Regions from separate parts of the Capra hircus genome. Here region 1 is linked to region 2. The links are chromatin contacts, called in public Hi-C maps. All regions are on one chromosome and are shown on one strand. The core of a region is the stretch at or near the end of the contact, and the rest is flanking DNA. Distances in the headings are between cores, read along the strand shown. Region 1 overlaps DESI1 (desumoylating isopeptidase 1). Region 2 holds the start of CSDC2 (cold shock domain-containing protein C2).

The links. A called contact is a pair of places that touch in the nucleus more often than the background predicts.
Region 1: a Hi-C map of blood shows a contact between it and region 2, with 5 times the contacts expected there. The contact joins the enhancer-like site here to the promoter of CSDC2 in region 2. A contact is called at or near these places in 2 of 5 Hi-C or Micro-C datasets (blood and liver).

The regions. Positions count from the first base shown.
Region 1 is chr5:111,611,559-111,617,386 of ARS1.2, forward strand. DESI1 (desumoylating isopeptidase 1) reads right to left here. Exons shown (of 7, transcript XR_001918130.1): 6 at 3,870-4,754; 7 at 2,178-3,659. Among named protein-coding and RNA genes, the nearest start is that of PMM1, 19 kb to the left of the region's middle. Within about 2 kb of position 3,288, at least 2 of the 5 cell types and tissues checked have an H3K27ac peak or open chromatin away from gene starts, as enhancers often do.
Region 2 is chr5:111,567,741-111,573,633 of ARS1.2, forward strand. CSDC2 (cold shock domain-containing protein C2) reads left to right here and starts at 3,169. Exons shown (of 4, transcript XM_005681114.3): 1 at 3,169-3,510.

The DNA of each region.
Region 1 (5,828 bases), core at 2,038-4,537, 44 kb after region 2:
CTCACTCTTTCCTACTAGCTCCCTCAGGCTTTGGGGAAAATTGTTGGAATGACTTCCTCTTGGAATTTCCTTGGTCCAGCACCCTCACTCCATGGTTCTTCCACTTTGCTAGGGGCTTCAGATCTTCGCTACATGTTGGGTAGAGAACAAAGCCAGGGATGACACAGCATGTCTAACGTGTACCTTTGAATCAACAGAAACATCTTGCAAGGATGTTCACAAAACGTTAACATATCTTAGGATGATGGAATCTTAGATGACTTTTTTTTCATCTTTATACTTTCATGGGTTGCTTACATCTTCTAAATATATGTTATCTTTATACTCACATGAAAGTGCTTAGTTGCTCAGTTGTGTCCGACTCTTTGTGACCCCATGGACTGGAGCCTGCCAGGTTCCTCTGTCCATGGGATTTCCCAGGCAAGAATACTGGAGCAGGCTGCCATTCCCTTCTCCAGGGGATCTTCCCGACCCAGGGATCGAAACTGTCTCCTGCAACTCCTGCATTGCAGGCAGATTCTTTACCGTTTCAGCCAGCAGGGAAGCTCATATAATCCCAACTTCTTTCCTTTTGGAAAAAACAAACTAAGAAATCTAAGCACATCCAAATAGAGCTGGAACAGTACATTAAAAGCTCACAGAAGCGGGCCATGTAGCTGACAGCAGCCCTCAGTCCTGGTAGCTCTTGCCTTTGCGTGTTTCACAGGGGCTGTTCCATTTTTCTTGACATTCTAAGCGCCCGGGGGACAGGGACCAAACCAGTCTGAAGGGCTTCTTCACAGCTCCGGACACACGGCAGAGGTACAGTTCCCCTCACCTCTTGCCTGACAGCTATACTGTCCTCCTCCCTGATTTCCTGCTGCTCCTCTTGCCATCTGTCCACCCCAACTCCCCCGCCCCGTCTGTTCTCAACAGTGCAAACCAGTCACGTTGATCTTTGACCTACTGGGCCCACTCACTCTCCAGCTTCAACATCTCCCACCACCCCCTCTGCTCAAGTTCCATTCAGTCCCTCTGACATTTTCTCACTTGCTGCTGCTCTCTCTGCCTGAAATGCTCTTCTCTCAGATCTGCATTTTGTCATTTAGTTCTCAGATTTGTTTACTGTATTTTGAAATTAATTAAGCGTCTTAGTTGCCACACATAGGATCTTCTTTGTGGTGTGTAGGATCTAGTTCCCTGACCAGGGATAGAACCCAGCCCAGGGCAGTGAAAGTGCCAGATCCTAAGAACTAGACCAATTAGGTAATTCCCTGGACTAGGTTCCCCCTAAGGACTTCTGACCCTAAAAATGCCAGCTCTTGGGAAGCAAATATGTCAGCTAAAGCCACCCGCCCTGTGTCTTCTGGAAAGACAGAAACTCTTGCTCTTTTTAAATGTTTTTAATTGAAGGATAATTGCTTTACAATATTGTGATTTCTGCCAACATCAACATGAATCAGCCATGGGTATACATATGTCTCCTCCCTCTTGAACCTCCCTCCCGCCTCTTACCCCTTCTTGCTTTTTTTAAGCTAGCGCGTTGGAAAGGGGCAGTGCCTCAATGATGATGTCTCAGCTGGGTGGTGGTGAGAACATGGCCTGGATTCAAGAGCTCAGCCACTCGCCACCTCTGCACCCACTTGCCCATCTGTAAAATGGGACCAGTGCTCACATCTCACATCCATTGTGAGGGGAAGGTGCTCACTCCAATTGACCTGACTGAACCCGCAGACACTCACCACCAAGCTGATATGTCTGGTCATATCAGGGGTCATTCAGAGAGCTGTCCATCCACCCCAACACTTGTTCAGTGAGGTGATGGTAACAAGGTGGGGAGAGATCCCCGGGGCCACAGACCCAGCCTACAGCCAAACTGAAGCCAGAAGTGGACCCTTCTTGTGAGGTGGATGTCCTCTGAGGCCCCAGCACACCAGGCTTCTGAGCCTTTCTCCACCCCCAACCACGAGGTGACCTTAGGCTAGTCAAGCTCTCTCTGGGCCTTCTCCACCTTTATAGTCCAGTGGTGAGTCATAGATTCTTCCCTGCTCTCATCACTTTTTACCAGGAGGCGTAGAGCCGAGCAAGGGCAGCATGTCTAGACTCAGCAAAGCTAAGCTCAGAGGGAGACAGAAACAGCAGCAGCCTGAAGTTGCTTCACGTTGGCTTCAGACTCAGACCCTCAAGCAGCACACAAATGCAGCAGGCAGAAGTGAGTTTATTGCATTAGAAAAAATACCAAAGAAAACCAGCAAACACCTCCATACTAGACACAATTATTAGCTTGACTTCAAGGGTGGAAAGGAATTTCCAAGGTACAAACTTTATTTCTGGGAGGGGGGTGACAGTTTCATCCCCTCTCCTCCCCCTCTGCCCCTTTAGACCCATGGGTGTTGATGGGGGCGCCCCACTGTGATACAATCACACACGCCTCCTCTCTCATTCCGCTTGCCTGTGTGTGCCCAGGTGGAGCTAGCTGGTCACAAGCAGCAGGCTCCTGAGGTTCTGGGATACAAAGAAATGTGAGGATGGGGTTGGGGGTCCTAGCCTGAGCCTGGGCTTCCAGTTAGTGACAGTGGGACTAGGGTGGGGGAGGGAAGGTTTGCCTTCCTGCAGAGCTGAGGGGAAGGCTTCCTGCTCCCTCCATGTCCCCAGCAAGCCCTAAGGCACGGGCTTTGGCACAAATGGCTGTTGCGCATGAAGGGCGACTTTCCGTGAACCGAAGGACTCAAAGTCTCTCAGGGGAGCAGCTCAGGCTGACTTCGTGGTACGGCCCTGAGTCTGGAGGTGACTACTAGGAGGAGAGAAATCAACTGAGCCCGGATGTGGGGGAGGACAGAGAACAGGAGGAGCTTGTGAGGCCCATCATCCTCTGGCCAGAGCACAGCGCCGTGGGCAGAGGGGTCTGGAGCACGCGCCTGGAAGAGAGAGGGCTGGGCGAGGCGAGCTGAAAAAGGGACAGCACCTGGCTGCGCAGCAGAGCCGTGGCCTCCACCAGCATGCTGCCCTCCCAGAAGGAACCCGGCCTGAAACGCGTGCTCCACAGGCCAGTTCTGCCAGTCGGTCCACATTGAATAGCAGCCCTACTAGTTTCTGCTCTGACGTATCATTACCACGCACACTGGCAAATCAGTGGGTCTTGAGAAGGATTAAAGTGCTCACTGGTTTAGCTCCCAATCTTAAAAGTTCCAAAATGTCACTTGATAGCACAGCTCATCATCCTGGACGTGCCCTGCTCAGGTCACAGGCAAACACTAAGGCAGAGGAACATCTTTTCCTCCAGCTGAGACCTGACGACGCCAGCTGCCATGATAACGGCAGAGATGGGAGATGAGGCCAGACGTGAGCAGCAGCTCTTTGGAGAGGAAAGGCAGCTGCTGCAGGCCAGACCCCAGGAGAGAGAGGGTAATTCAAGTCTGAGAACTGGTGGGAGCCGCGGCAGGAGGGGCCCATGGAGGCCAGGGCTGGGGCTCAGGCACCAAGGAGCTCTGAGTTCTCCACATCCACTCTCCCAACTTAAGGGCTCACAGGAAGCAAGAGAATCTGAAAGCCTCTCCAGGTTAGAAACTTCCAGATTGTTCCCTGCCTTGAAGCTCCTGGCCAACAGCCCTTTATGAAAATGGCCACTCACACCCTCCATCTTGCTTCCTTCAAGTCAGGACACCAGAAATAACACGTGCCTGCAAAACACATTTAGGATACTATAAAAGTCCCTATCAGAAATAACTCTACATTTCCTTGCCACCTTGATTCTGCATTATTATGCTTTCTACATCAGGGACATCTTCCAAGAGCAGGGAATAATTTCCTCTTGGTCCCTAGCTGAATACTGCATATTGGTCTAGGTGGGGTGGGTACAATGACTGTCAATAACCTACATTATTACTTACAGACAAAAGGCCTGGGTCTCTGCTGCTCCAGACCTTCATTAACTGTGACAGGTTAGCTACACGGAGGGAGAGCAGACTGTAGACAGCAAGGCAGGCTCTCCTAGAGCGATGTCAGAGGACTGGCCATCAGTCTAGGCGGAAGGGGGCATGGCTTTATCCTGTTTCCTCTGGACTGGCACTTGCTGTTACTCTCCCCGCATCCTGAGGCTTTTGGTTGCTCCAGTCCGGGCCCCCTGGCCTTGCTGGGGGAGGGGAGGGAAGGCGAGAGAGATCGTGGCTAGAGTTCACTTAGGTTGGGTGAATTTCCCTGAAACTGGCCCCATGTGCACCAATCCTTTAGTTCATTTCATGGTGGCGAGTAACCACTTCCAGGTCACGGATAATGTGAAACTCACCTGGGTCCCACAGCAGGTGGCAACCTGGGTGGAGTATGGGCATTCTCTACAAGGAGGTTCTGGGCTGGGTCTCCCCCAAACGGTGCCTCTTGCTTAAACAAAGCCCCTCCCTTTCTCCAGTGGGGAGGACGCTTAGGAAGCAGCGTCAAAAGTGAACTCACAGACAAGAGAGCCTTAATAAATTAGTATAATACTATTAGAAGGGATGGCATTTTGTTCTGTGTCTTAGGAGCTGTGTCCTACATGCAGCCTGGTGACTTCCTTCCCTGGGAAATTTAAAAAGCCGTCCCCTGGTTGTTAGCTCTGATGTAAAATTATAAAATAGAAATCTGGTAGGGTTTGTTTTGTTTAAAAAGGAAAAGCCCTGGTGAGGCAGGGCGGTCCCATGCAGTCCGGTTAGCTCTGGCCATTGGGTCGGCCCACCGGGCTCCCTCCGGGAGGCTGGATCGCAATGGAGTCCAGGAAGGGCCTCAGGGCCTGTCCGAAGGGCCTGCGGAGAGAAGAGACACGGGTGCTCGGGTGGGCTTGTGAAATGAGAAAGTCAGAAATGAGGAAGGCACACAGTTGGACTTCGGGGGGACTGGGGTCTTCTGGGGGTATCGGCAGTACTCAGGAAAACTGACAGGTGCAGGCTGTCAGAAGGTGTTGATGCCACTGCCCAGTTTGCTCTCAGAGTAGCTTAGCTGGAAAAAAGACTGCAGACACTGTAGTTTTAAGACACTTTCCAGGACTTCCCAGGTGGTCCAATGGTTAAGACCCCCTATTTCCAATGCAGGGGATGTGGGTTTGATCCCTGGTTGGGGAACTAAGATCCCACATGCTGCGTGGCACAGCCAAAAATAAAAAAAGAGACTTTCCAAGATTACTACAACTTTAAATTGGGTTGCCTGCAAAATATCTCAGTTATTGGCTTTCTTTTTTCTTCAGTGGCTACTGCCATTTTTGAAAACCATCCCTGAATTCAAAGGAAGTGAAAAATTCTAAAGCATAAACAGAGGAAACCAAGAAATAGTAAGCCTAATTCAGACAAGTCCAGGAACTCCATGCATCAAATAATAGCAGCGAGAACACTCCAGCTACTCAGGGCCCATAACCTAGATCCTGCTGTGGGGTTTAACACGCCCACTAAGGAGTAGGAAGGCAGGGCCAGGGACATGGGGCTCTCCTCGCTGGCTGGACACTGACAACAGCCTTGTTTCCTGAGGGGTTCTGACTCAGGTGTGAAGGATAGCTCACCTTGCTGAGCCTGCTAAACTTGTCAGGATCTCTGCTGGACAGGTCCTCAGTTCAGAGTAACTGAGTCAGAGTCAGGAAATGGGCCTGGTCGTGCAGTGGGCAGAGGCTGCCTGAACGCAAGGGGAGGGAGGGGTACGATGGCACTGAGTATGCATGTCCCCTGAAAAGACACTGCCTGGATGGTGGTCACAGAGCTTGGACCACATCAGGGTGGGAGGGGCTACAGAGTGTTTTTGAAGAAAACATCTACTGAGGGCTGTCTATGTGCTACGAGGTACAAGGTTGACTGGGAGGTTGTCTTTGAGGACGTCAAAGACCTCAAGGTGCA
Region 2 (5,893 bases), core at 1,919-4,418:
GGAGGGGCGACTGCCTCTCTGGCCAAGGCGGTTGGGGACGGCCTCGCTCTGACAGTGAGCGTGGAGGGAGCACTCAGTTTGGGAAGGCTGGAGGTGTTCAGGACCGCGTATCTGCAGGCAGATGGCTGATCGAGGCCCGCCTCACAGCCATCCCAGGGCCAGGTCAGCTGGGGGTCAGCCTGGCTGATCCAGCCCCAGTCCTCTGGAAAGGTGCGGGGGAGGCTGGCCGTGGGTCAGGGACCACCCCCTCCCCTTCTCATCACAAAGAGCTCCTCCTAGTGACTTGAGGAGATCCAGGCAGCTACATCACACGGAGATGCTCACCCGGGCACTTTAGGGTAGGCTCCAGCCCCAGGCAAGGCCAGGAGAGCCTCCCACACCCCCAGCAGCTTGCCTGCCCTGACCGCTATGCTGGACGAGCCGTGAGGCTGCCAGCGACACTGTCTCATTTCAGATGGAGGAGCGGACCTCTTGTCAGGCATCCCCCCAGACCCCACACAGCACGGCCTCTGCCCTTCTATTCTCTGCACCAGCCACATCAGAAACCCTAAGTTCCTTGAATATGCAGTGTGTTTTTGTTGTTGTTTTTTGGTGGCAGGGCATGACATGCAGAACTTCCTCATGCAGCAACAAAGACCCAGGACAGCCAAAAATAAAATAATAATAAAAAGAAGAATCCACTTTCCAATGCAGGAGGTGCGGGTTCAATCCTGGATGGGGGAACCAAGATCCCATGTGCTTCGGGGCAACGAAGCTCACACGAGGCAACTACTGAGCCCGTGAGCCGCAACAAAGACCCAGCGCGGCCAAGTTAATGAATTAACTGAAAAGTAAATAAATAAATAGGATGCTTGTGGAGGGCTGCACAAACCAGTGACATTTAAAATGAATAAATAAATAAATATAAAATTGCTAGTACAGGCTGCAGATGAGTCCCACAGCAGAGGATATGGGTGTCCAGGGAACGGAAGACATTTCAGAGCAGTGTGGTACAGCAGAAAGAACAATAATAACGAAGCCAGAATTCTTGTGCTTTAATTCCAGCTCCGTTACCAGCTGTGTGGTGCTGGGTAAGTTTCTTAAACTCTCTGTGCCGAAGTTTCAGCATCTGTCAAGTGGCACCAACACCTTAGGAGGAGTGTACGTACCTTAAAGGGTTTTGTGGATTCAAGGCCGTGGAAGGCTAGGACGGGGCCCCACCGGTGGGCTGATCATCAGTAACAAAATGGGGATTTTAAAGTTCAGTTGGAACCGACAGGACTAAGGGGCTTCTCTCTCCTGACCCATCTCTACAGCCTCACCAAGTGAGGAAGGATTTCTAGGGGGTGAGCTTTTGAATTCTTGGGTTTTCACAGAAATAGCCTGCATGGCGGAGCCCCTGGTTTTAAGCAGATGATTTCTTTGTTACTCAGCTGCTGGTGGGTGGGTGGGTGGTGCCTTGGGCTGCTCATTTCCTGAATGAACAGCTGTGCCCTCTCGTCTTCGTGGAGAATAATCATAATACTACTTCAAACCTCAGCCCAGCCTCCTTCATTCACGCTCCCGGCTGCCTGGCAGCCGCAGCACATGCTCGCCCGCTGGCGGGGCAGGGAGGGCCTCAGAAGGGGAGGCTGGACGTGCAGGGATGGGTAAGGCCCTCGGCCCTAGTGTACAGCAGACCAAGCCACAGCGTCCTCAGAGCTGGCCTTTGAGGCCCTGCCTCTCGGCCTCCAGAATCATGGCCTACCTCTCCCCCCGCCGCGCCCCCTCCAGCCACACCAGCCTTCTTCCCAGTGCTCTGGCACGCGAGCACTCACACCCACCTGAGGGCCTTCGGACAAACCATCCCCTCTTCCCACAGTTCTCTCTAGACCCTGGCAAGACTGGCTGCTTTGTGTCACCAGAGGCTCAGCTTAAACATCATCACTCCAGAGAGGTCCTCCCTGACTACTTCTCTCTGCTGGCCCGTGATCCACCGTGCAGCCATCAGGACTCAAGGCTGGACCAGCTCCGGACCTCTCTACTTCAGGTACCGCCTTTGGGACTTCCTGGTGGCCCTGCAGCAGGGACTCTGTGCTCCCGATGCGGGGGGCCGGGGATCGACCCTGGTCAGGGGGCCAGAGCCCACATGCCAACACTAAGACTCAGCAGGACTAAATAAATACACAGATATTTTAAAAATATGTTTTAAAAAGTCACTGCCCTTGTGCCAGAGAAGTTCTCTTCCTGCAGTTCTGCCCACATCATTTGTCCATTGACTCCTACGTCACACAACTCACTGGTTCGCCCTCAGTGCCTCTTGCTAGCCACTTTTATTAGGTATTTGTATCTTTCTGGTCTCCCTTAAAACTCTCTGCTCCTTTTTATTTTAATAAGACTTCTTTGGAAAATGCCAGGCTGCGTCAGCTGTACTAAAGATATACGAAGGACCGACTTTCTTCTTTCCTGAGGAGAAGGGATGGGTAGGGGGACGAGGAGCCAGTCTTGGGGGGGGGCCTCCTCCAGCCAGGCTTGTACACAAGCTGCCCTGGAGCCTCCAACAGCCCCCTCAGCAAGGGCCTCCTTCTCTGCTTTCCAGAGCTCATGGGGGACCAGAGTCGTGAGAAGCTTGCCCAGGTCACCCAGCTTGGAAGCGCTAGGGCGGAGACTCACACCCAGGCCTTCCCAGGCTGTGGAGGCTGTGTGTGTGTGTGTGTGTGTGTCTGTGTGTGTGTGTGTGTGTGTGTATGTGTGTGTAGCTACCTTTCACTCCCTTAGGGGCCTCTTCAATTCAGTTCAATCCAGCAGAAACAGCTCAGGGTCTGCCACGGGCTAGACAGAGGAAGACATGAGTTCTTGCGACTAGACTTGCCCACATGGGTTCACTGAGGAGGAGCCCAGAGCCAAGGGAGGAGGGAGCTGTGGAGGGCAGGGGCCACTCTGCCGAGGGGACAGAAAGGAGAGGGAGGCTGGCGAGTCCCTGGGGCCCTGCTGCGGCCTCCACTCTTCCAGACTCACCGTCCACCCCACAGCCTCCTGGCAGACACACAGACAAACACACACACACACACTCACCACCCTCCTTGCTCTCTAACTGCCAGGAATGCAGGCTGTCCCCAAGCTCTTCCCCCTTGCATTCCTCAGCAGCTACTCCCACCTGGCAGGGCAAATTATACCCTGGCCTGGCAATAAAAGCCACTTTCCAGAAAAAGAAGCTTCGGGGCCCCCGAGAGACGCAGCTCACTCTCTCACACCGCCCGTGTCTGACTCAGGGGCCCGGTGTCCCTTTAAGCAGGGAGTACAAATTCCCACCCTGGTCCCTCCCTCCTGCTCTTCCTGACGTCAGGAGGAAGGCGTGTGTGAGTGAGTGAGGGGCCTGAGGTGCCGCATGCTCACACACACACACACACACACACACACACACACACACGGAGTCAGACACAGAGCACATCTCTCAGACCCATCCCTGCTCATCAGCTCCAAGCACGCCAGAGAGAGGCCGAGTCTGAACGGCTGCGGGAGGCTGTGTGGGACCTCGGCTGTCAGAGAGAGGTAAGGGGCTAGACCCTGGGGCCTCAGGCGCTCCAGCTCGGGAAACTGGCTTTAACGATGGGGGGGCAGAGGGAGGTGCAATGGCGGGGGGTGGGGTGCTCTGGGAAGGTGGGCCCCCTCCCCTGGGGCTGGCCCAGCCCAGTCCAGTTTACAGAGGAGAGGCAGGCATGTGTGAGCGTGGAAGAGCCCACCCGGCCATCCCGCCCCCCTCCCTTGCTCTGCCTGGCCCCCAGGGGAAGCTGAGGCTGCATGGTTCCCTGTGAAAGGGTGTGGGTATGTGCGTGTGTGTGTCTGGGACTTATGTCTGGCTCAAGAGGCAGAGAACAGCAGACACCTGCCAAGCTGTAGCCGCAGCCTCCTGTCTGGGAACCAGAGGGGAGAGAAATGACTGGAGAATAATTGGGTTCCTACCAGACGCTGAAAGCAGAGTGCAGCAGGGAGCAACATGGATCGTTCCCCCTGGAATTCGGGGCTGGGGCCAGGGAGGGACCGTCAGGGGTGGGGGGGGCGGGGTGGCCAGCAGACAGTTGGACCTGGAGCAGCTGTCTCATCCTGACTCTGCTTCTTCCGCGATGTGTTGGGGATAATTGGGCTAATTGGCTTGGAGAGGTGGCTCCACGCTTTTATTTCCCCCTTGGCCTTGGAGCCACCCCTACCAGGAGCTTTTGCTTCTCCCAAGGCCACTCCTCTCCCCTGCAGGCTGGTCTCGAGCTGACCTCCACCCTTGCCAGGGCGCAGCCCCTGGAGGGCAGGGGTGATCAGCCAGGGTCCACTGGATCCCGTGCCGTGGGATTCATGTACTCAGGCAGCCTTGGGTAGTAGTGCCAAGTCCCCAAGTGGCCTGACCCTGGCACAAGGAGTCCAGGCAGAGATAAGGGGTGATGCTGGCATCCACAAGGGAGACAGCAGGTTCCTGCCAATCTGCCAGCCTGCAGACTCTTCCCAGGGAGAGGGGAGGGGGCCGCGGGGAGCGAGAACAATAATAAATACAGACTGTGAACTGCCTCATCCGCTGGGGCTGGGGGAGGGGAGGAGGAAGTGCACCCGGGTAGAGGGTGGGCCACCTTTCCGAGAGCTCCAGGGGAGGCCTCTCCCTGGGAAGGGGGCTGTCTGCAGCCCCCTGGGGGATGGAGCGCCTGTCCTGCAGGCCTGGCTCTTTCTCAGAAGCCTCTGAGTCCACCAAATTCTGGGTATCTCCTCCCCTCAGCGTTTCCTTGAAGTCTTTTCCAAAAACATCTATTTCCCATATTTGCCCCGCCCTTCTGGGTCTGTCTGACCCTCCTCCAAAAAAAAACAACAAAAAGAAAAGACAGGTGTAAGTAGGAACCAGCTCACAAGGGCCTGGGAGAGGCCAGAGGACAATCTTGGCCACAGAGGTTTCTCCCAGGGATGGGCAGTGGTCACGGAAGTCCGCTGGCCGTCGGGGGAGCCTCCCTAGGAGGACCTCGGGGGTCCCACACTGCCGGCTGGTGAGGGAGGGAAACCCGCAGGCTGGTCTGGAGGCAAGTCCCCAGGAGTGGCACCAGCAGAGGGCGCTCAGGGCCTGGCTGAGCTGATCATACTGGTCACAACTAGCGCGGCCAGGACCTGAAGCCTGGTGGGAAGAGGAGGGCTCGGGGCAATTCAGACCTTTCTCCACACAGACTATTAAGATGGGAGACAAAAAGCAATGGGGCAGCTCTTCCCCTCTGCCCCAAGCCAGCAAAATGATGGGCACCAGGATAAGTGACCTGGCATTTGAGTTCAAGCTCAGCCACTCTTAAGTGTGACTTTGACCTGTCCATTCCTCTTTCCAAGGAGGGCTCAGAGTGGGAAAGCAACTTGCCCACGGTCATACAGCCCGGCGGGGCTGGGATGTGAGCAGGGCTCTCTCGTGGTGCCCATCCTGGCATTCATACCCTCACTAATGCCCACAAAGCCCAAAGGCCTTAATCATAGGAGCCCTCCAGGGCAACCTGGGGACATAACAAGGAGGAGAGTTAAAGGGTCTCAATTAAGCTCAAGTATTGGCTGGGGCAGTGCCCCCCCCCCCCAACGCCTGCCCCGTACACACACACACGCATGCACACAAACACACACACACACACACACACACACACGCTGTGGGAGAGGGAAAGAACCAGGTTTAATTAGGTCACCTCCAGCTGCTCCAGCAGCTTTGGCACTGATGTATTTTAAGGAGTGTCTGAGAGGCTGGGAGAGGGCAGGGGCACTGGGGAAGAGCCAGCTTCTGCCTGGTGGGCTTGAGGCTGTCTCCACGCCCTCCTCAGGCCCACCCTGGGTAAGCCCTCAAAGTCCGGAAAGCCCTTCCGCCATCACCCCGTGTTCCCTGTCCTTCCCCCTAAGCCATCAGACCCACGCCTCCCACTGTCTGTCCCTTCTC